Regions from separate parts of the Gasterosteus aculeatus genome. Here regions 1 and 2 are each linked to region 3. The links are chromatin contacts, called in public Hi-C maps. All regions are on one chromosome and are shown on one strand. The core of a region is the stretch at or near the end of the contact, and the rest is flanking DNA. Distances in the headings are between cores, read along the strand shown.

What was found. A called contact is a pair of places that touch in the nucleus more often than the background predicts.
Region 1: a contact with region 3 is called in a Hi-C map of skeletal muscle, with 5 times the contacts expected there. The contact joins the promoter of LOC120819618 here to the enhancer-like site in region 3. A contact is called at or near these places in 3 of 6 Hi-C or Micro-C datasets (skeletal muscle and tail fin).
Region 2: a Hi-C map of skeletal muscle shows a contact between it and region 3, with 5 times the contacts expected there. The contact joins two enhancer-like sites. A contact is called at or near these places in 2 of 6 Hi-C or Micro-C datasets (skeletal muscle and tail fin).

Annotation. Positions count from the first base shown.
Region 1 is chr5:4,951,345-4,955,029 of fGasAcu3.hap1.1, reverse strand. LOC120819618 (bone morphogenetic protein 2) reads left to right here and starts at 1,389. Exons shown (of 5, transcript XM_040177190.2): 1 at 1,389-1,767; 2 at 1,977-2,116; 3 at 2,330-2,446; 4 at 2,607-2,793; 5 at 3,003-3,558. The coding sequence starts at 1,467. The coding sequence ends at 3,418.
Region 2 is chr5:4,993,855-4,997,641 of fGasAcu3.hap1.1, reverse strand. No RefSeq gene overlaps it. Among protein-coding and RNA genes, the nearest start is that of LOC120819618, 42 kb to the right of the region's middle. Within about 2 kb of position 1,536, at least 3 of the 9 cell types and tissues checked have open chromatin away from gene starts, as enhancers often do.
Region 3 is chr5:5,349,329-5,353,034 of fGasAcu3.hap1.1, reverse strand. No RefSeq gene overlaps it. Among protein-coding and RNA genes, the nearest start is that of LOC120819845, 3.9 kb to the left of the region's middle. Within about 2 kb of position 1,559, at least 1 of the 9 cell types and tissues checked has open chromatin away from gene starts, as enhancers often do.

The sequences.
Region 1 (3,685 bases), core at 140-2,639, 400 kb after region 3:
TAATCTGACAGTGTGGGTGCTTGGTGATACGAGAAAAATCAGACAAGACCCAATTCACTATGGGGCCTTTAACCTGAGTAATGGCCCCTAAATGAGGGGATCATCATTCCTGTGTAATCACCTGAATTTGATCAACAATGGGGAAGGGGGGCAGGGAGGGGTACTGGGGACATTGATCAGCATGACGATCTTGTGAATATGATCCCTTTTGTTTGACCTGATTGATTGGAGATCATCATATAATCTGGAATGAACATTTTACGCTGATTTCGTTGTCAACTCACTGTCCAAACAGTAACGGGTAAGGGGAGGTAGGTGGAGGGGGGGGGGTGGGGTGGCACATGGATACGATGACCGTTGCGTTGTGGGGAAATGTGCGCATTAACGGGCACTCGCTCCATTTGCGTCACTGCTCTTCTGTTCGTTTGCTCTCTTGCAACTGGCCTCATACTGATAACAGGCCATTGGCCGGGAAACGCATGATGGGGAACACCGGGGACATAACATCATATTAGGATAACTTGATTTGGTTGGCCCGCAAATTGGTCCCTACTATAATAGGAAAATAAAAGAAAACAAGAAATGCACTTATATTGCATATATTTAGATCCAGAATATATAAAGTGAAATGAATTTAAATGAATTACTTAAACGTATAACTTGCAGTATATTTGCAGTCAACATTCACATGTATCCATTCACAACACATGTATCTATGCAATAATGCATACATTGAGTCAAACGGGTAAATTCAACGACTTGTGGTTTCCATGGCGACTCATAAAAAGAGATATTAATCCGTATTAAACGTTTTATTCTAACAGCCTGCATTTATTTTGTCCCATGTCTTATATCAGATGTAAAAATCACTAAAAACAATGCTTCCTTATCCATAAAAATATTGATTTTAATGTTTTTGGTGTAGTTCTATAGGCCTTTTCTTTGTCAGTTGGTGACTCTGCAAGTCACCTGCCAGTCATCAGCTGGATGTCAGTGTGTGGGCTGACAGTGCACTTAAGATTTTAGTTTGGTCTCTAATTATTATGACTGACACAAAAGTCATAATTTTGACCAGAGCATTTTATTATTTTGTGTAATTAGTCCATTTTTGTTTTATTTTGTTGAAATAGAGATTCCTGACAAAGTCAAAAGCCTTGATGAAATAAATACATTTATGTGGTTATTTTATGCATTTAAAGCCTAAAACGGATCGGTGCAGACACTACAACGAAAAGGGCATTCGAAAAATGGCCTTTGACATAATGTAACCTTGCTTTACAAATCTTCTATTTATTAATGTATTATCTTTTACAGCCGATTCTCGGGTCATTTTCACCTTGTCTTTGTGTTGTCTTTTTACCATCATCAATCACTCCCCAATCATCCAAACAGTCATCAAAGGCAGCGGGGCGGCCCTTATCACCCCCCGTCTCACAGGTGTAGAGCTCAGTCCCCTCTCACTAAAAATGACAACAGGAGCTTTGCGCTTGTGGCTCGTCCTCGGTTTCCAGCTGAGATGCGTCGCTGTGCCGCTGGACCGCGGGAGTCCGGCGCTCCGGGACGGGTCGGATGCGACCAACGAGGCGAGCGACGAGGTGGACGCGCTGTTGCACCTGGAGGGTTTACCCCGCGCACCCGCGTCCCCTCACAAGAAGGCGCCGCAGTTCATGTTGGATCTCTTTAACGCGGTGGCAGTACACGACGGGAGCCCGAAGAGCCAGAAAGACATTCTAGAAGGAAACATAGTGCGGAGTTTCGAGGACAAAGGTAAGACATGTCCGTATGAGCTACTGGTGTTTTGTGATTGTTTGTTTTGGAAATGTGTTGGATGAGAGGGCGCCGTTGTTACACAACGGAATTGTGTTTAGCAATTACGCACGGTTACGCGCAGATAATATCACCGTTCAGCAGCTCATTTGAAATATTATGGAGTATTTCTTGACCAACAAATGTGTTTCATGTCCGTCTCCCTGCAGGTCACGCTGGAGAGAGGTTTCACATCTTCAATCTCTCATCGTTTGGTAGAGAGGAGAGAATGGTCAAAGCGGAATTCCGTTGGTTTCGAAAGAAACAGAAGTTTTTCCTCGGAAAGTCTTATGGGCCACATTTCTACAAGGTAAAATACATTTTGGATGGCATTTCTTCATGTATAACATTTGAATATTTGACATATTTTTGAGAGCGAATGGTCTACAACTCTGACCAAATAAGAACAAGGATCACACTTTTTTAGTGTCCCTTTAGTTGGTGTAGGCCCTTATTTCAGGTATAGTGCGTTGTTCCCTTTTATGCTCACAGTTTAGTGAACTGTTTGGTGTTGTGACTACAGGTGGATCTGTATGAGGTGCTGGACAGCCGAGTGAGGCCATGGAGAGGAAACCTCATCACCTCAAGATTGGTGCCCCTTTACTCACAAGGATGGGAAGTCTTCAATGTCACTCAAACGGTAACACACTCCCCATTGTTCAATCTTTTCTTCTGGTCACTACTTTGACTTCTTGCATTCAAATATTTAGAGCTGTTCGATTGCAGTGAAGTATCTCATTTTGAGACGTTTCTGCCGTGTTTCTGGCGTTTGAACTGATGAATCTCGTTCTGACTTCCAGGTGTCAAAGTGGATCCGCAACAGCCAGGAGAATGGCATCCTGGTGGTGACCTCACTCTCCTCTAGGAACTGGATACAGTCACTGGTGTCCTCCTCCAAGCAGAATGGAGAGCTGACAGACACAAATGCCTACCTGGTCATCTTCTCAGACGATGGGAGGACAGGAGCATCAAACCAGTCATACCTGGGTAAGGGGATTGATGAAACATATTGGGGATTTTACGTCATGCATTTCGACATAGTATTCAAAGAAGTAGATCTGAATCGACCAATTAAATCAGCTGCTCCATTACAGTGCGTCATAAACCATCCATTACATGATTGTACACGCTAAATAGAAGGACTCAAAGTAAAGGGCTATCGCTTGACATATGTTGACGCGTTTCTCTTTCTACAGGACAAGCCCAACCTGCAGCAGCAGCAACCGAGCTACACGAGCACCGCAGCCGGAGACGGCGTGCATCTTCCGGCTTCCTGCCCCATGGCCGCTCCCAGTCCTGCCGGCGGGTTCCACTCTTTGTGGACTTTGAGGAGATTGGCTGGTCCGGTTGGATCATCTCTCCGCGGGGATACAATGCCTACCACTGCAAAGGCTCATGCCCGTTCCCCCTGGGGGGGAATCTCAGAGCGACCAACCATGCCACAGTGCGCTCCATCATACACGCACTCAAGGTCTCTAGCGACGAAGTGGGAGCCCCTTGCTGTGTTCCCGACAGACTCCAGTCCATCAGTTTGCTATATTTTGATGATGAGGAGAATGTGGTTTTGAAGCAGTATGACGACATGGTGGCGCTAAGCTGCGGCTGCCATTGACTGGCTTTACATCTCCTGCACTCTTTAACACTCAGACAATGAGGGAGGGGAAGATTTTCACTGGAGGTGTTTCAAACAACGTATTTTCGTGCATATGTTAACTATTGTACAATTTTGAGAAATAAAACAACTATCCCTGCGCTTGTTGACTGATTAGTCAACAATAAACCTGTAGAACACAATTGGAAATGTTTAAAATGTTTGATACCTTGAATGAATGATACCTGGTTGAAATCATTAATTGTTCTTTGTCAGAGATTATTATTG
Region 2 (3,787 bases), core at 287-2,786, 360 kb after region 3:
AGACCTCAACAGCTCTACAGGGACCTTGTGATGACATCATTAACAAGCATACTGGCTGATAATCCCTGAGATCATGTACTAAGTGACTAGCGCCAAATCCCATGGTGTGCGCAAGGGTGAGAGAAGGAATGAGATGGAGGGAACGAAACAGATGGATGAGATGGCACTACCAAAAGCGAAGGGCTTTTGTTCACCTTTGCTACAGAAAAGAAAAACAATCCATCTGGATCCAGACATGCAAATAGGTTAATTTGCATCAAAGATATTGGCGTTTAAGGTTTCCAGGGATATTGTTCCCAACGCTTGTTTTTGTAACTAACACTTTCTATTGCACCTATTCCTGCCAAAGAAATAGTCGATATACAAACTGTCAACCACAAACAAACAACTGATTGTTGAAGGATTGTTGCTGTTCTAAATGAAACACTCAAGATTGTATAATTTCTTTATGCAGCATATGCATTCATTAAAACAGGATTAGAACAGGGTATTTTTTTCATAATCAGGATATTGCAATGACATATGATAGCACTATGCAAAAAGCATGCAACCATTAAATCATGAACCATATCAAACCTCCACCAATTCTGTTAATGCACAATAATCTTCAGCATAGATGGACATATTCTAAGCAGTCAGATGCATACTGTCTACTCAGTATGCTGGTGGGAGAAAAAACAATCAAACTACATTTCCAGAAAAACTCTTGTCTACCATTTTATAAGCTACAGTGCGCCAATTATTTTCTTCGCTTAGTAACATTTACTAATTGGCATGACACTTAAATTCCAATTCACTGGACCTCGGGGCCATGTCATCAGCTTCAAGAGTTTTGTCCAAAAACTAGATGAACTAAAAGATCCTTAACGTGAATGCAAGCTATGCTGAACTTTATTGCAATCCATCCAATGGTTGTCAATACCCTTAATACAGACTAAATAAAAATATCTGAAGCTAATTTCTTGTTCTCCCCCGTTCGGGCATCGCAACAGTTTGCTTTTTTCATGAAGTTACTCACAGTGAACAATTCACAACTTCTGATTTCACTGACTCTATAGTGTCTGAACATATGGCAGCTCAGCCTGAGTTCTTCCTCAGAACACTTGGTGTTGGTTTCAACGCATGCTTCCAACTCAGATGGCGATGTTGTCTGCGGTGAGTGCAGTATCATAGTTTTACTGGGAGCTATTGGCTAACCCTTCAGTGCTCGTCACTTCCTCAAAAAAAAACAATAGCGACCCATCCAGCTATGGATGGGAAGGTTGTGAGAGAAAGACGGGTCAGTGCCCTCACACGCTGTGTATTCCTGTAAGAGTGAACACCTGTAGCTGTTGGATCCTTCTGGCAACTTGACAAATGTGTAGGTGAGAAAAAGAGGAGATAAATAGAGAGCATATGGTGTCAATGCTTCATATTTTTTTATTTATTGCCTCTAATTATCTCTTTCCTGTAACAGACATGCTGGGGCACATATCTGCTCCTGCAGGGAAGTGAACCTGGCTTTTACGTGGTCCTTTACTACCCCCATCAGACCAGGTTAGGAACTTCAGCTTAAAAAGACAAGTTTTGTTTCCAGTAATTAATAAAAAAGGTAACAGATGAATAAGGTTTCTTCCCCAAAGCCCTCAACGATTACAGTCTGTAATCCTCACACAGTATCAATTTAGGGGGTCAGGGGCCTCACGTGACCAGAAACATCACTTCTTAACCCTAAACAGTGAAAAATGGTGTGCTGTAATTAGCTGAGTTATGGTGGACTAAAAGGCAGCAAGGCCGAGATCCTCCCTGTGGCACTGGCACGGAATGGAAAGTCTGTGGCAGTCAGTCTGAGACTGAGGCAATTCTTTCTGCATAAAAGACAGCATTTTGCTCAGTATCAGCTACTAATATACAAATGAACCACATGGATAATTACCATCAGACCCGAAAAGGGAACCCAGATAGACGAGCAGTTATGCCACATATGTGCTTCTGAGCTGCTACTTTGCCGCATGCCATTCTCATGCTCTCTCTCCCCTCTGTCTCTCTCCACCATCACTGTCAAAAAATTCCCTGCCGAAATATATCTTAAAAAAGGGCACATTTAAATCATTGAAGGAACTGAAGGAAAATGCAATCTCTTGCTATCTCCCTGTAAAAGGCAGCTGGACACCTGTACTTGTACTTGTTAGCAACTATCACAGGCCCGCTCTATTCAAGGCTCACCCACCTGAGAGCAGAGGGGCAGAGAGAGGATTCAATGCAGAGATATAAAACAACCCAAAAGCAAGCAGACTTCATGAAAAGGATTGTATGAATTAGGTCGCTCCTTGTAGACCGTTAAGCTGAAGCCGCTCTCCTCCCACACGACTCAACTGCCTATGTTTTTCATCGGCTCTTGAACGCACCAGACCACAGTGCACGGTCATGCTTTGCAAATTAATGTTTACGTACAGTAGCTATGAGACATCAAGAGAACCCTAAGAAATGTAAAATGCATCTCAAGTGTGATGGATTACCTATTAAAAGTTGAAAAAGTCTGCAACTGAAATCATTATGCTCTGACGAATGGTCCCCATAGAAATACATGTTGGAGACACACACTGAAATCTCTGTACGAAGCACTGACATCAGAAACCGTGCTGTCTGCAGACATACACACACACACCACCAGTCACGACTCATTAGGATAAATTGTTGCAGGGGGAGTATCAGTGTTCGTGTCTGGGCTGATGGGGGGGGTTTCAGCCAAGCTTTTGGCGATCACGGTCCTGATTGAGCACAGTTTGAGGCTCCGCGTCTCCCTGTAGGAATTTGGCAACCACGTCAGTACAAGGGCCTGTTATGATAAAATTGAATTTCAGCTCAGTCATGGTGCAATTTTTTCTGTCGCAATGTGCCTTGTGCAGAGTAGTTTGTAACACACCTACAATATCTTTAAAGGTGTAAAATAATAATTGTTTTTGTTAAAAAAAGCTTGTCAGTTTATGTCCATCACTTTTCCAAAATAGACTAGAAACGTGTCATGTCTAACGGAACGTTTTAATAGGAGACAACTGCATGTTTTTTTTTATTCCATCCCTGGATTGTTATGGAAGACATCGGAAACAATAGCATTGATTATAGTTACTGTCACAATGACTGGGTTGGCGTGGCCAGAAGCAGGACTCAGGCGCAGAGTTTTGAAAACAAAAGGTAATTTTAATAAATCCCAAAATCCCAAAACCAAAACACCAGAGGGGAAAAAACGAAGACACGGAAAAACGCAGACGGGGAACAGGGACGTACACAACACAGGGACGAGGTTCAGGGTAAACATTCAAGACTCGGCAATTCAGGTAGAACATGCTGCACTTCCTCGTTTCGGTGCGCGGGACTCCGCTTCCTGACTCACACGTTGTCGCTTCCATAGAAGACACTCAATGCTCGTGTTCTCATTCACGTCGTTTGTTTGAATTTTACATTTGGTCGTTTCATTTGAACATGATTAACAGAGTGGACAACGTAAGTTTGAAAGACTGTGCCGATGTCCCGTCCAATACAAAAGCCAGCCCCTGTGCCTCAGTCCCACCCCCTCCTCTTGTCTGCTGATCTAATGAATCCTAAAAGTTATTTCAAATATGAACAAAAAAATACATTAAGTGAAAACACTCAATTCCTACCAACAAATAAATGATTTGTAACAAAACCGAAAATATGGCTCCAACACATGCAATGATGCGACAATGAAGAGACACCATCCATCCATCTTCAGCTGCTTATCCGGGGTCGGGTTGCGGGGGCATCAGCTCCAGCAGGGGACCCAAAA
Region 3 (3,706 bases), core at 310-2,809:
TTGAATTAGATTAGAAGCCATAATGATAAGACTTCATGAGAGAAATCTGAATTCCTCTCCTACAGTAAACATGTCTCTCAGCTTGGTTTTCCAAGGTCCCTCTCTGTATTTTCCTGAAAAATAGTTTGATCTTTGCATCCTTTGTCAATACTTGAGGTTGCATTGCCAGAAATCCTGTCTGCCTCAGTGGGTGATGCAAGTAGATTTCTCACTTGCTAAAATAGAAACAGATGGAGATGACGAGGGTTTAAGGGTGGAGTGGGTTGTCTCCGAGATGCAGACTGAGTTGTTTAAGAAAAGCACCGGGACGCAAACAATAAACATCCAATGTGTTGGTTTTTATCTTAGAGGAAATGTAATACTTTAAAGTTGACATTTTCTGTTTTTTCCAGGACTATATTTTATGCCATGGGAGGCTTTTTGTTGGTAATAGCTTTCCTCAAAGTCTCTCCATAACATCCACTTTTCATTTGAAATAAATCGAATGGCTGAGGATGGTTTGGTGGTTACAGGAGTAAACTGGTTCGTTGGTGAACTGTCTGCATGGCCCGTGATAAAGTACCGATACCAGGAGGCTATTGTGGGTCCAATGTGTGATTAAGAATGCCAGCCGAAGATGAGTGGTCATGGTTTCATACAGTTAACACAAGAAAGATCGGTTACTGCTAGGATTTCATTTTCCATTACTCTAGAATATCTTTGTGTCTGTGATAGATGTTTTCTAAACATTCTGTAACATTTTTTTCCTATTTCTATAGTTGTAATACATAAATAGGTCAGTAGATGACAGCAGCTCCCTATTTATCACAGAACAGAAGCTTTGGCCATCTTTGCCTCACAGAATGATCCTGTTAGTTTGACCTGTAGATCAGGAAAAAAAACAACGAATGATTCACGCTGATTCATTCTTCAACACTGTCTTGAACCAGCACTGATAAAATCTGATTTATTGCCCAACTCTGCTGGCACATTAACAAAAAAGTGTGAAAGGGTCTCTATGTTCTTTCTGGGCTACTTACAACAAATGAGAAACTTTATGCGTAGATACAAAAACTTGACAATTGTCAGATAATTATCCCCAGGGCATAATTAAAAACATAATAGTGGATATGATATATTCTGTATCTGCCAATAGATCCCCTTAACCCTTCAAGCTGGTCCTACAGTGAAGGCATTCCAGCTTCCTTGGATTATTTATATATATCCACAGTAATAACAAATTACAACAATATTGGAACATTACCATCAAAGCATCTTTCTTTTGTATATATGTTGATGTATCACAGGCACATTAATATGTTACCCGAAAGACAGTGATGGACATACTGTAAGCTATTGAGAGGAAAAGAATGTTTCTTTCTTTGGGCACCTTTGAATGTAAGTTATTGTAGTTGGAGTAGATGCTTCATCACATGAACCTCGGGTAAATAAGATACGCCTTAGTCCGCAGCGGGAAAACTCTCAAAAATGAGTCACACTTTAATTTCCCTGGACAGTTTAGCCTGAACAAGAACGTCCACGTTAACAGCACACAGTGGCAGCAGCGCTCCACAAAAGAGTTATATATAAAATACATTTCAACCACCTGTAAAATAAGCGTGTCCAAAGGGACACAAGACAGGGTTGCGACGGCGCCTTTCGTCAAAAAAATACATAGGATTTCTTAACTGCTCTCCGGTATAAACTTGTTTCTCTCAGTCATGGTGTGGTTTATATATGGATATATTCAGATCTGTAACCACGGGCAGCGTGTTTTGCATCTATCCCTGGAATCTTTAGTACAACTAAATCTTTTGGGAACATGCCGCCGCCATGCTGGGAGAATAAACGCTCAAAATAATAATAAAGTTTAGCGATGACAGGCTGTGCTTGTGTGTTTATGTGTTTGTCTGTTTCTGGTTAACGGAGCCAGAGATGTCTTTATTCAATCCCAGCTATCATGAATGTATCTTTGATTTCTTCACCCTAACTGTAGAGGCAGTTGCATTGCACAAGGGCTTAAGAGTAGCTGCTGCAAAGCACGCATGGCAGATGAGAAAAATGTGAGTATAACATGCCCAATAGATCCCATGAGAAATAGATCCCATGAGAAGGACATTTTCGGGGTGAAACTCTGTGACACTTTCCCCACCTTAGCCACGAAGCAAATGTTGCTAGCAACAGGTTGGCTGCTTTGTGTTTGGAGCGCAATACTACATCATCAAGGTGCCATGTTGGCCAATCAAAAAACGGCATGCTAGGCGCGCCTCCTGTTAGATTACGTTGTAGCATTACTTGTGTTGACCTGGCAAATGTTGCAGCAAAAAGCTAAAACCACTGATGCTATCATCACTTTGCAGAGTTGTTCAACCCTCTCTGTTCCCTGACTGTGCTAAACTACTTAAGCAGCATCTGAGTCTTAAAATGAGAAGTCCCACCCAAATGGGACTTTCTTTATGGTAATTCATTGCCTCGCCAACAAAGCCCACAATGTTTCTTTGATAGTTTAAAGGACTGGCTTTGTTACGGTAAGTCCAGGGCCATGAGAGAGGGAGGACCCAGGTGCAGCCTCATCCCCTCGCCACAAATACTGTCTGCTGATGTTACCTTCACCGACTCAGTGGCGAGACTATCCTCAACGACGCCAAACATGGCCTGCTCAAGTTTTTGTGTAGATTATTTTCTCTTTGAAACAATATCTGCCACAGGAGTAATATGAAGCCATTTGCTTCAGTGGATTATCTCTGAGAGGGTGGAGGATGCCAAACCCCATGCACAAAAAGGAAAATTATAGACAAACACAATGACAGTGGTATTTTTTGTGCTTAGTTTAAATATGTAAACAAATGTATGGATTTCTGAGTGTTGTTGGCTTTAGAATAAAAGAGGGAATCAAACAACTCAGAAAGGCATGCTGTCAGCAGAACTGTGAATGTAGTGAGGTCAAGACAAATTTAGAGGGTACTTTTTCATTCGTTCAGTTAATGGGAAGTTACCATATTTGGAATCCAGAGCGATGACTGAGATGCCATATGTAATATAGATGTTATATAGTTGTTTCATCACTATTGTTTTCGTCCGGCCGACTCTGCTGTAATGTTTAATTGTGTAGGGTCAAAGATGACCAGCAGGTGCCACCATCTCACCACTAGGGGGGGGGGGAGGGGTCTGTGCATCGTACATGTGCTTGCGTGGGAAAGAAGAAGAAGAAGAAGAAGAAGAAGAACGGCTGACGGGAGACAGAAGTTGCACAGACACCACCATCATTGAAGCGGGTTACTTTTACAGGTTTTTAAGGTGTTGCTGTTTTGACACGCCACTGAGAGAAGGGTAACATATTTGGCGAGCTAGCCAGAAGGAAGGTGTCTTCGAGCAGCATTTCCTGACGTGAGAGGACAATCTTTCTCCCAAGAAGAACCTAGAAAAATCAAAACACCAACTGAACTGCAGCGTCAGCATGGAATTGGAGGAGCTTCTGGACAGAACCAGCTAAACTCTGAACAAACTACACTGGGATCAGGTAGTAAAAGTCTGCATACACCTTGAATGGTTTGAGGAAGAGGACGAGACCAAAAACGATAGAAGTTGACAAGCACTAATCAAGTTAGTAGAGAAGAAACTGGATGCTATTGAACAGGATGGGGATGTTGAAGAAGCATGTCAGATTATGAGAGATCTTTTAGCCTTCATGGGAACAATGGTTGAGAGTGATGGGGAGGGGACAGAG